2 separate regions of the Anas platyrhynchos genome follow, and region 2 is linked to region 1. Evidence: chromatin contacts called from public Hi-C data. All regions are on one chromosome and are shown on one strand. The core of a region is the stretch at or near the end of the contact, and the rest is flanking DNA. Distances in the headings are between cores, read along the strand shown. Region 1 overlaps ITSN2 (intersectin 2). Region 2 holds the start of GCFC2 (GC-rich sequence DNA-binding factor 2).

What was found. A called contact is a pair of places that touch in the nucleus more often than the background predicts.
Region 2: a Hi-C map of subcutaneous adipose tissue shows a contact between it and region 1, with 1.5 times the contacts expected there. The contact joins the promoter of GCFC2 here to the enhancer-like site in region 1. A contact is called at or near these places in 3 of 8 Hi-C or Micro-C datasets (liver, skeletal muscle and subcutaneous adipose tissue).

Annotation. Positions count from the first base shown.
Region 1 is chr3:113,539,184-113,544,015 of IASCAAS_PekinDuck_T2T, reverse strand. It overlaps ITSN2 (intersectin 2), which reads left to right. Exons shown (of 40, transcript XM_072036508.1): 19 at 1-320; 20 at 1,358-1,479; 21 at 3,265-3,440; 22 at 3,736-3,880; 23 at 4,362-4,567. Among named protein-coding and RNA genes, the nearest start is that of FAM228B, 38 kb to the right of the region's middle. Within about 2 kb of position 2,470, at least 1 of the 8 cell types and tissues checked has an H3K27ac peak or open chromatin away from gene starts, as enhancers often do.
Region 2 is chr3:113,599,778-113,604,620 of IASCAAS_PekinDuck_T2T, reverse strand. It overlaps GCFC2 (GC-rich sequence DNA-binding factor 2), which reads right to left and starts at 3,485. Exons shown (of 18, transcript XM_027455322.3): 1 at 3,227-3,485; 2 at 2,340-2,450; 3 at 889-1,041; 4 at 36-251. The coding sequence starts at 3,422.

The DNA.
Region 1 (4,832 bases), core at 1,221-3,720:
TGAAGAAGCAGTTGCACTGATGAGGGACAGGGAAAACAAACAGCTTCATGAAGAGGAGGACAAAAATAGGCAAGCTGCAATCTTGAGAGAAACGGAACAAAGACAGAGGCAACTGGAAGAAGATAAAAGAAAGCAAGAGCAAATTGCAAAAGAAGCTGAGGAGAGGCGTAAGAAGAACGAAGAAATAAAGAAGATGAAAGAAGTGACCAACTCTCAAGAGACAGAAAAACGCACTTCTAAATTAAACATACCCGAAAAGTTTGCAGATCTGTTGAAACCAACAGAGGGTAAAAGTCTTAAGCCACCCTGGAAAAATGAAGGTAATTGTAGCCTGTTTAGTTACTGCTTTAATGATTCCTATTTTCCTGAGTATCATTTCATTCTTTAGATGTATTAGTGTTAGCGTAACACTGGCAGACGTATTGTCTAAAATATTGTAATATGAATAAAAAACAAAAAAACAACAGTGTTCTATGATGTTAGTTAGATATGAATCAACCTATTAATTTAGGTTGTCTTTTATCAGTTATCACCACCTGTGGCCCTGAAGACAAATATTCCAGGGATCATGGCTAACAAATTGTGGATGTTGGAAACAGTAATATTTTAGCTTTTTCATAAGGCCAGAACTTTCTGTGATTAAAGCAGAATGCTAACATGGAGTTTTGTCAGGTGATGAGTGGTTGGACTCAGTGACTTATTAATATTGAAATTCACTTTACTTCTGCCTTATTCAATACATCTTATTAACACAAAAAAAAAAAAAAAAAAAACACTAAACTTTAATTGTAGGACTTTGAAAAATGCTGGTTTAACATTTTCACTAAAAGCAGTTTTGCTTAATCCATCATTCATTAGTTCTTGTAAGTTTTCATTAGCTCTTTTTATCACTGAATTAAACAGGAACCAAGTTAGCACAGCATTGAAAGATATTTGCACAACTTATCTAGACCTTGTAAAACATTCACTGTTAACAGCATCACTCACAGACTTTGAGAAAGCAGAAGCAAAGAAAACAGAAATTACGGTATTTTGCTTTGTGAGGTTTTCAAGTAAAATCTTCACAGCACTGCTGAACACTTGTTGGAGCAGTGTTATCTTTTTGACTTGAAAATTAAATTTGTGTTAGACGAGACTATATTAAAGTACTGGCCTACGTTTACATTTAGTGATTAGCATGTTAAACCCCTGCGCTGTGTGCATCCCATCAGCATGTTACCTAGTGATCTCCTCCGATACTTGCTTAGTGTCTTCAAGGCAAGAACTGTTCTCTGCTTATTGTATTCATACTTGTTGCTTAGAATGGTAGAGCTCTAAGTGCTTTCAGCTGCAGTAACCAGTTTTCTTATCCTTTCAGGCAATGCAATTAGTACCTCAGAGTCTAGGAATTCGGTTGCCTTTGTAAATTACAGAGCTTTATATCCATTTGAAGCAAGGAATCATGATGAGATGAGCTTTAATACCGGCGATATAATTCAGGTAAGATTTGCCATTCATATTTGACTTGTGAGAAAACAACCCCTTCCTCTGATCCTAAGATACACAAAGTCCTAGATGGCAGAAGCATTAGGTTGATAAATTTTAGATTTAATTACAATTTAAACTTGATCACTTCTTTTTAACAGGTGAAATTAGGATTAGTTCAGATAAAATCTTTATTTGTATTTTAGAAGTGTCGAGATTTTGTCTGGTATAACAGTAGTGAACTCTAAATATAAACTTTCTAAAATTGGATCAGGAATGATCTAGTTGCGGCAGTTTTTTGTACATTTAGATGCTGGCCTCTAAGTGTCTGCTTGAATTATGAGAGTAGTAAATAGAGGCATGACTGGCTACATAAGAAGACAAGATTATTAATGGCATTTGAAACAGGCCAGTTTCTTAACAAGTTGATGTGAAAGGTTCCTCTGAATCTATGTACCATTTTCTAATGTATGGTTAACATAATCTGTGTCTTGTTGGTATTTCCTTCATAAAGGCTCTCTCAGGCAGATGCCCATAGCAGAGTATTCTGCGTCCATTCTGTGTAGTATTTTTCTGTATTTGTGGAGTATGATGCCTGTAATGTTTGAGAGGGATTATAAGACCAGAAATGTTTTCTGGTTTCTCGGTTGAAATCTGCTTTATTTCATTTAATTACATTATTTGTTAGCGTAAACAATTTTGAAAGCCTGTGCGGTCAGGTAGACTTGTGAAAACCAATTTACAGCTGTGGTGATGCAGTTAATATATGTGTATCTAATGGATAAATGCATATGGATCTCCTTCACTCAGATTATAATGATACAGAGAGGTGATAGGGGAGAATTCAGAAAGCAGTGAATTACAGAATATCAAAACCTTTAGGTATTAACCTTCAGTTTGATAGAGTTAAATAATTTATTTGCATTTTCACGCCAGTGAGGTACAGACAAGGAAATAAAAGTTGTTGTTTTGGCTTCCTTTTCAGATAAAATTAACTGTCTCATTTAACTGCTGATATCCTGTTTTAGAAATATGCCAGCAGCCGCCGCCTCCTCTTCTAACCTCAAGCTCAACTAAGCTAACTAGCTGTTAGTATTCGATTAGCTGCTAATTTTAGCTTGCTTTTTCTTTCTATAGCTTTGACTATATGCAGCATAGCGGAGGTTTCAGTGCTGATAGGAATGTGTAATACAAATGCTCTACTCTTAATCATTACAGTAAATAACAGAATTTTTGGGTGTGTTTTGTCTGCAGTTAATTGCAGATCCAGCACATCCTTCCTGCAGTCTTTTACAGAAAACCAATGAGAAATGTGGTTGCACTTCCCCACTTAAGACCACCACTGTTCTCTAAGCAGAGCTGTACCAGTTTGTTGTGGTGCTGAGCCAGCTAGCCACTGCTTCTTGGTCTTGTGTTCAATGAGATGTGACACAATGCATCATAGATTTTGGCAAGCTGAAATTGTTCCAGGTATCATACGTGGTCCCCAGTGTCATGTTGTCTGGGGCCTGTTTGAAGGAATATGACATCTTTGAGGCCTGTCTCCACATGTCTCTGGATCTGGCTGGCAGATTTGGTGTGTTACCTTGGAAGGAGCTGCTGGAGACACAGTGAAATTGCATCACCTTCTTTTTGGAACAGGGCAAAATCAGCTCAGTTCTGAAAAAGAGGGTGAAAATGCTGATCCTGTGAGAGTGCTGCATGTGCTATTCAGAGTGCCAACAGGTGCTGACTCATGAGATACCCTCTTGTTTCAGACAGCTAATTGTGTTTTCTTTGTATTTATCTGCCTGTTCATAGGTTGATGAAAAAAATGTTGGAGAACCTGGTTGGCTTTACGGGAGTTTTCAAGGACGTATTGGTTGGTTTCCATGCAATTATGTAGAAAAAATACCAGAAGGAGAAAAACCTTTATCTCCTAAGAAGGCCTTACTTCCTCCTACAGTATCTTTATCTACTACCTCAGCTGCTTCAGAGTGAGTGTTTGTTACATTGGTGTTAAAATTGCTTTTTCAAAGTTAAAACGTAGTGTGCTGTGTGGTATCATTCGATGATACAGAAAATATAAATATAAATGCAGAAAACTTCCTGACAAGTCTACCTGAAAGTGTTAGCTTGTGCATTTTAAATATTTGATTGTCTGCTTTGCATTGCATAGGATGATCTATTTTATATTTATTAAAGAAAAAAAAAAGCAACACACTGATTCTACTAAGATACTTTTAAAATAAAAACTGTCATGTGTTAAATATGTCTGTATTCAATTTGCAGACCACTTTCACCAAGTAAATCTGCGGAAGAATCTGATTACCAAAACTTACATTTTTCTAGCCTGAACGTTAATACAGCATGGCAACAGAAATCAGCTTTCACTCGCACTGTGTCCCCTGGATCCGTTTCACCCATTCACGGACAGGTATATTGTGTGAGAGTGGAGAACTTGCTGTTCACATTAATGGCACTTTTAAGAAAAAACAAAACAAGACAAAAACACAAACACACTTTTCTAATTTTTCTAATACTGTGTGCACTGGGCAGGCTGGGGATAAACAAACTAGTCTGAAGTCTCCACTACTGTCTATAGATATAATTCCATACATTTCAGTGGACTGGTGACCAAGAGTGCTCATGCAATGTGTTTCATAATTCTGTGATTGTTTTCACCTGTAATTAGATACACAAGATATTTGTAACGAGTAAGAAAAAGAATTGAGAGAGTGTTCCTGAGTCTATCACTTACATACAGGAATGTAAAACATTGTCCAGGCAAAAAGTAAAAAAGGTTCAGCCAACACTTAGGAATGAACTTGCTTAGACATCAACATATGTTTATTTTTAGCACTTGTACCAGTTAGGGGTAGTATGGTCAGCCAGCATCTCCACTTCTGTCTTAACAGGGGCAACCTGTCGAGAACTTAAAAGCACAAGCACTTTGCTCTTGGACTGCAAAAAAAGATAACCACTTGAATTTTTCAAAAAATGATATCATCACTGTCCTGGAGCAGCAGGAGAACTGGTGGTTTGGAGAGGTACATGGAGGAAGGGGTTGGTTTCCAAAATCTTATGTCAAGCTCTTACCTGGAAGCGAAATCAAGAAAGAGGAGTAAGTGTGCCTTATTATTGTTTTGTTCTAAAGTTTACAAAAAGAGGTGTTTTAGAGTGCAAAATCGCTGCAGTGCTTTAAAGTGCAGATTCTACATAATGTTCATAATTTACACCATGCCATTTTAGGCCTTTATTATTTCATTCTAGCAAGCCAAGTAATGTTGGGCTCAGTATTGAGTAAATAGACAGTCTTCCAAGCTGAGTGCTGTGAAAAGTCAATGGAGTTTGGTCATTCATCAAGTGCCAGCTTACTTTTGGTTCGT
Region 2 (4,843 bases), core at 2,236-4,735, 60 kb before region 1:
GGACACAGCCAATGGGAAAAACGGCCCGAACTCACCCATGTGTTCAGCCATTCTCTCCCTAAAAGTTCTCATTTTCGGAGCAAAACTGAGATTCTTCATATCAGACCCGTCTTCACTCTCGTCACTGCTTTCTCTTCTCCGAGAAACCTGATGACCGTTAGAAACATCCAGTGGAAGATAATCAGCCTGTGTCCTGGCTAAGTGACGTTTCCTCCGAGCAGACTCAATACAGGCTGCACTGGGGATATTAACTGCATTGAAGAGAAAAAAAAATCCAAGTAATGCTCTGTATTGTTCCTAATGTCAATAACCACCACAATTCAAGTTCACTGTACAATTCTGAATACAGGACAAGATATTTTTCTTGGAACACATAGTATTGTAAGTGAATATTAGCAGGTGGAAAGACAGCCTTAAAAAGCAGCTCCATCCAGAAAACAAAACTCAGATTTTTTCTTTCAAATAATCACTAGCCTGTGATTAGCCTTCTTTCCATCCCTTCAAAGGATCAAAGTTATTGAACTAATGCAGTTTACAAAGAAACCCAAAGTTTACAAATAAGACAGCACAGATGAGGTTAAATTCTAATCTCAAAGTGAATTATATACCATTAAACAGCAGTTTTTTCACTGCCTTTCTTGCAAAAGGAACAGTTATAATTTTTAATCCATTTCCTGAAATTAACAGAACCACAAACACATGCAGTCAAAAATATTGGGGAACTATTCCTGTGCTTTCAGAAGGGTCAGCCTCAACTCAGCACAAACAAGGTGTTTACATCTTACATGACTTCAGGTTAGCGGGATTCATCTCACTCGTCATGTACTTTCAAACAAAAGTTGTAATATTATTTCTAAAAATAAATAAATAAATATGTCCACCACTGACCTGGTGATAAATCCTTTCTCCTCCCTGGAGGAGTGGATTCATTTTCAGAGTCTGCACTGTTGTCCTCACTTTGTGAAGAATAACTTTCCTCTTCCTTCTTCTCTTCTTCTGTGTCTTCGCTGTTACCAGTTCCAGGCTCCAAATCACAGATTTCTGCTTTAAGTGAAAGAAGTAAAACATGATTTCAGTTTTAGCTGCTGAAATGTGATATGCCACTAACTATTTTACTAAATTACTATTTTGTTACTAGTAACTGTTTGGACCGTATGACCAAAGACTGGTCACAAATCTGTTTCCACCCGTCCTTATCAAAACAGACCAAACCCTCACACATTCCAATACAGTTATTTACAGCCCAAATTTCATTCAAATCTGGAATTGAAGCATCTGTAGCAGCCTTGAACTAACACATTCTTCTGAGAGACAGAGCACATTTGTACACACAAGAGCAACACGAGCTCCCAGCTGACATCTGATTTATGTCTTCATAGGTCACAGCTTCATTTCATAAAGGGGGGTGGCTTGATTGTCTTTAGCATTAACAATGAGGGAGTCTGTACTTGAGCTGTAAAGATTCATGCATGTCTCGTCTCTGATTTTATTAGAATTCTTTAAAAACACTAATTTCTCTTCATCTGCCACTACATCTTCAGTAAGTCATAGCAGAATGTGCCACTAGTTATAGGAGTTATATATACTTCTATAATATACTATACTTCTATAATATACTAGTTATATATACTTCTATAAGAAGTTACTGAAGATTTATTTGAACCACAAAGGAAACTTTATCTCAACCTAGTTTATTTTTATCTAGCAGCAGCATTAGCAACATATCTGTGAATTGCCACAAGTGTCAAAAAGGTAAATAGAAAGGAAGAGAACATCTTACGCACTTGTAAAAGAGACAAACCCCAAATCCCACTAAGAAACTTTACTGTTATTCAGTAACACTTCGAATATTAACAGAACAATCAAGCCTATTGATGGTATCCGATTAAGATATCCACATTTTAATAGCAAATGGTTTAATAACACAAAGTGTAAGGTTTTCCTTAAGCTCCACCAAACAAAATCTTACTAAGCTCACATTTGATCTCAATATTTGCACTAAGAGAAAGTGTAAACTGACAGTAACCAGCATTGAATAGTTACTACAGTTTGAAAGATACATTTGTCACATTTTAAATGTTGATATTTTACAGAGATTTTGCATACTCAGCTCTTCTCAAGAAGAGCCCCCAAGTTGTAACCCTCTTTTAGCAAGGTCAGTACGGGGAAAAAAAAAATCGTAGAAACATTAAAATTATAAGCTTGTAAAGTAACGTTGCAAGTATCATCCCAGATTCAAATAACAAACAGAAGACATCTAACAGTCTTGACACAATACTCTTAATTTACTGATTTCATAAAACTAACATAGAAAATCTTTTAACAATAGAAGTACTTACTTTTGCTTTCTTCCGCTTCTCTCTGTGCAGGCAGCAGGCTTTTCTTCTTTTGAACTCTAAAGGTTACTTCATTGAAGGAGGGCTTTTTGATTTTGAAAAGGTCTTCATCACCTGTAGAGATAAAACAGAATGACTCAGACATATCAACAAAGCATATATATACATATATATATGTGTGTGTGTTTGTATAAATATATATAAAGCAAATAATCCTTACATGTGCACTCAGCATACATTTTGAAGCTCTGACTGCATTAAGTCTAATTCTATCACTTTATCACTCAGGATCCATTACTTCTGAATTCACATCTTTGGAGCTTAGCCTCCTTGATACACCAACACCTCTCCTAGCACCTCCCCAAGGCCATTTCCTCCTGCCCTATCACTTGTCACCTGAGAAAAGAAACCAACACCCTCTTCACTGCAGCCTCCTCTCAGGTAGTTGTAGAGAGCAGTGAGGTCTCCCCTGAGCCTCCTCTTCTCCAGACTACGCAACCCCAGTTCCCTCAGCTGCTTCTCCTGTTTCCGAGTACTGGAGGAGGCTGCGGCCCATGGAGAGCCCCCGCAGGAGCAGGCCCCGGGCCGGAGCTGCAGCCCGTGGAGAGGAGCCCACGCAGGAGCAGGGGTCTGGGGGTGCTGTGGGGGACCCGTGCTGGAGCAGTTTGCTCCTGGGGGATGGACGCCGTGGCACGGAGCCGTGTGGGAGCAGTTCTTGAAGAGCTGCTGCCTGTGGGCAGCCCATGGGCGATCTCCCTGCCCTCATCTCACCCCCGAGCCCTTTTCACCCCATTTTCCCCCCTTCCAGCGCCCAAGCAGTTGATGCAGACTCCATCGGGACAACCCCCCCCACCACGAAGCCGAGAACCCTCCCGCTCTTCGCCCCTCACCTTCCCGCTCCTCCTCGCTCCCGAAGCTCAGCACCCCCGCCCGGCTCCGCACCGGCCCCTCCGCAGCGGCGGTGCCGGGGTCCTGCGGCGGAGCAGGGGCAGGAGCAGGCTCAGCCCCCGGTTCCTCCTCGCTGCTGCTGCCGCTGGAGGCCGGGCGGCGCCGGGCGCTGAAGGTGCGCGGAGCCCGGCGGAACATGGCGCGGGGCGGGCCCGGCACCGGCTGCGTGCTGAGGGTGCGCGGCGGCCGCAGGCTCGGCCCCCTGAGCGGCGAGCTCCGCCTCAGCGCCCCGGGGAAGGGGAAGGGCCTGGTACAGGCTGAGGGGAGTGTGAAAAGTGTTCCTCAGCTTCCAGTCGAGGGGGTTTTGTGGGTGGTTAATCGCTCAAACGCGTGAAAATAAAATTTATCTGAAGGGCTGCGCGTGTGTGTTCGTGGTGGGGGTGGCCTTGCGGGGTGCCTTCCCCCGCCCCTCAGCTTGGTGCTATGTAGTCGTCAAAAAAAAAAAAAAGCACAAAACAGTCACGTTTTTTAATTTGTTTCTCTGGATTTAGCACGCTGAAGGAGGCAGGGAAGTGGCAGCTCTGTTGTGAGGGGGTTGGAACAGAAGGACGGCGGCAAAACAAGGGACTAAATTTGTTTTGTGTGGTGAGGGGCTGTACAGTGTCACGTACCATCCCTCATCTCTGTGGTGAGTGTGATCTGTGGAAAGAAAGCTTCAGATCCAGCCCCTCTGGTTACACCAGAAACAGGGCGAGTCCTTCAAGTAAGGCCTTTATATCCCAAGAGAAGTATCCAAAAATAGTGGATATTTGTGGGAAAAAAATAGTGGGCATTTGAAACTTCTTGCTTAAATTGCTCCACGTCTCTCCCCTTCGTCTGTAGGATGAAGATACCAATATTATTTTGCCTCAGGAATCCTGTGGAGAAGAGAAGCTGTGTTTGTGAAGCACAACAAAGTACAATAAGAACAATATAAAAACCTAAGAGAAAATTAAAATATATTTCTATTTAGTGCAGGTTCTGAATGGTGCATGTTAAATAAAACCTAAGGCTGTACAATGAATAATAAGGATTCTAAAAACTTTGCCAATTCAATAAACACGATTCATCTTGCAAATATCATTCATCCTCTGCACTGAAAAAGGTTGGTGGGTCTTGTGAAAAAAAAAAAAAAAAAAAAAAAAAAAAAAAAAAGTAGTTTTGCAAGCAACAGAACTAAACCTTTTTATGGATTTGTGCCTAAAAATGACTTACTGTGAGCTCTGATGCAAAGCTGCATTATAGCTTTGCAATTTATATATGCTTCCCCTGTGTGTTTTCTGCGACTGAGGGGTAAAGTCAAGGATAGTCTGAGGATGCACAGATACACCGAATTTATCCACCGTAGTCTGGACAATGCCGAGTTTGCTGGCATAGGTCAACCCGGAATAATGTCAATTAAGTTACTTGCTTATTATTGACCATTCCAGCACTGATGCCTCATGATGCTAAACAGATCTTGGAGAGTTTTCCTAGGGGTCTGTGTTTCCTCTGACTTTTTTTTTTTTTTTTTTTTTTTTTTGAAAGCTTCTTTCCTTTTCTCTGACTCTATATTCAGTCTTGAGAGATTCTCTATCTGA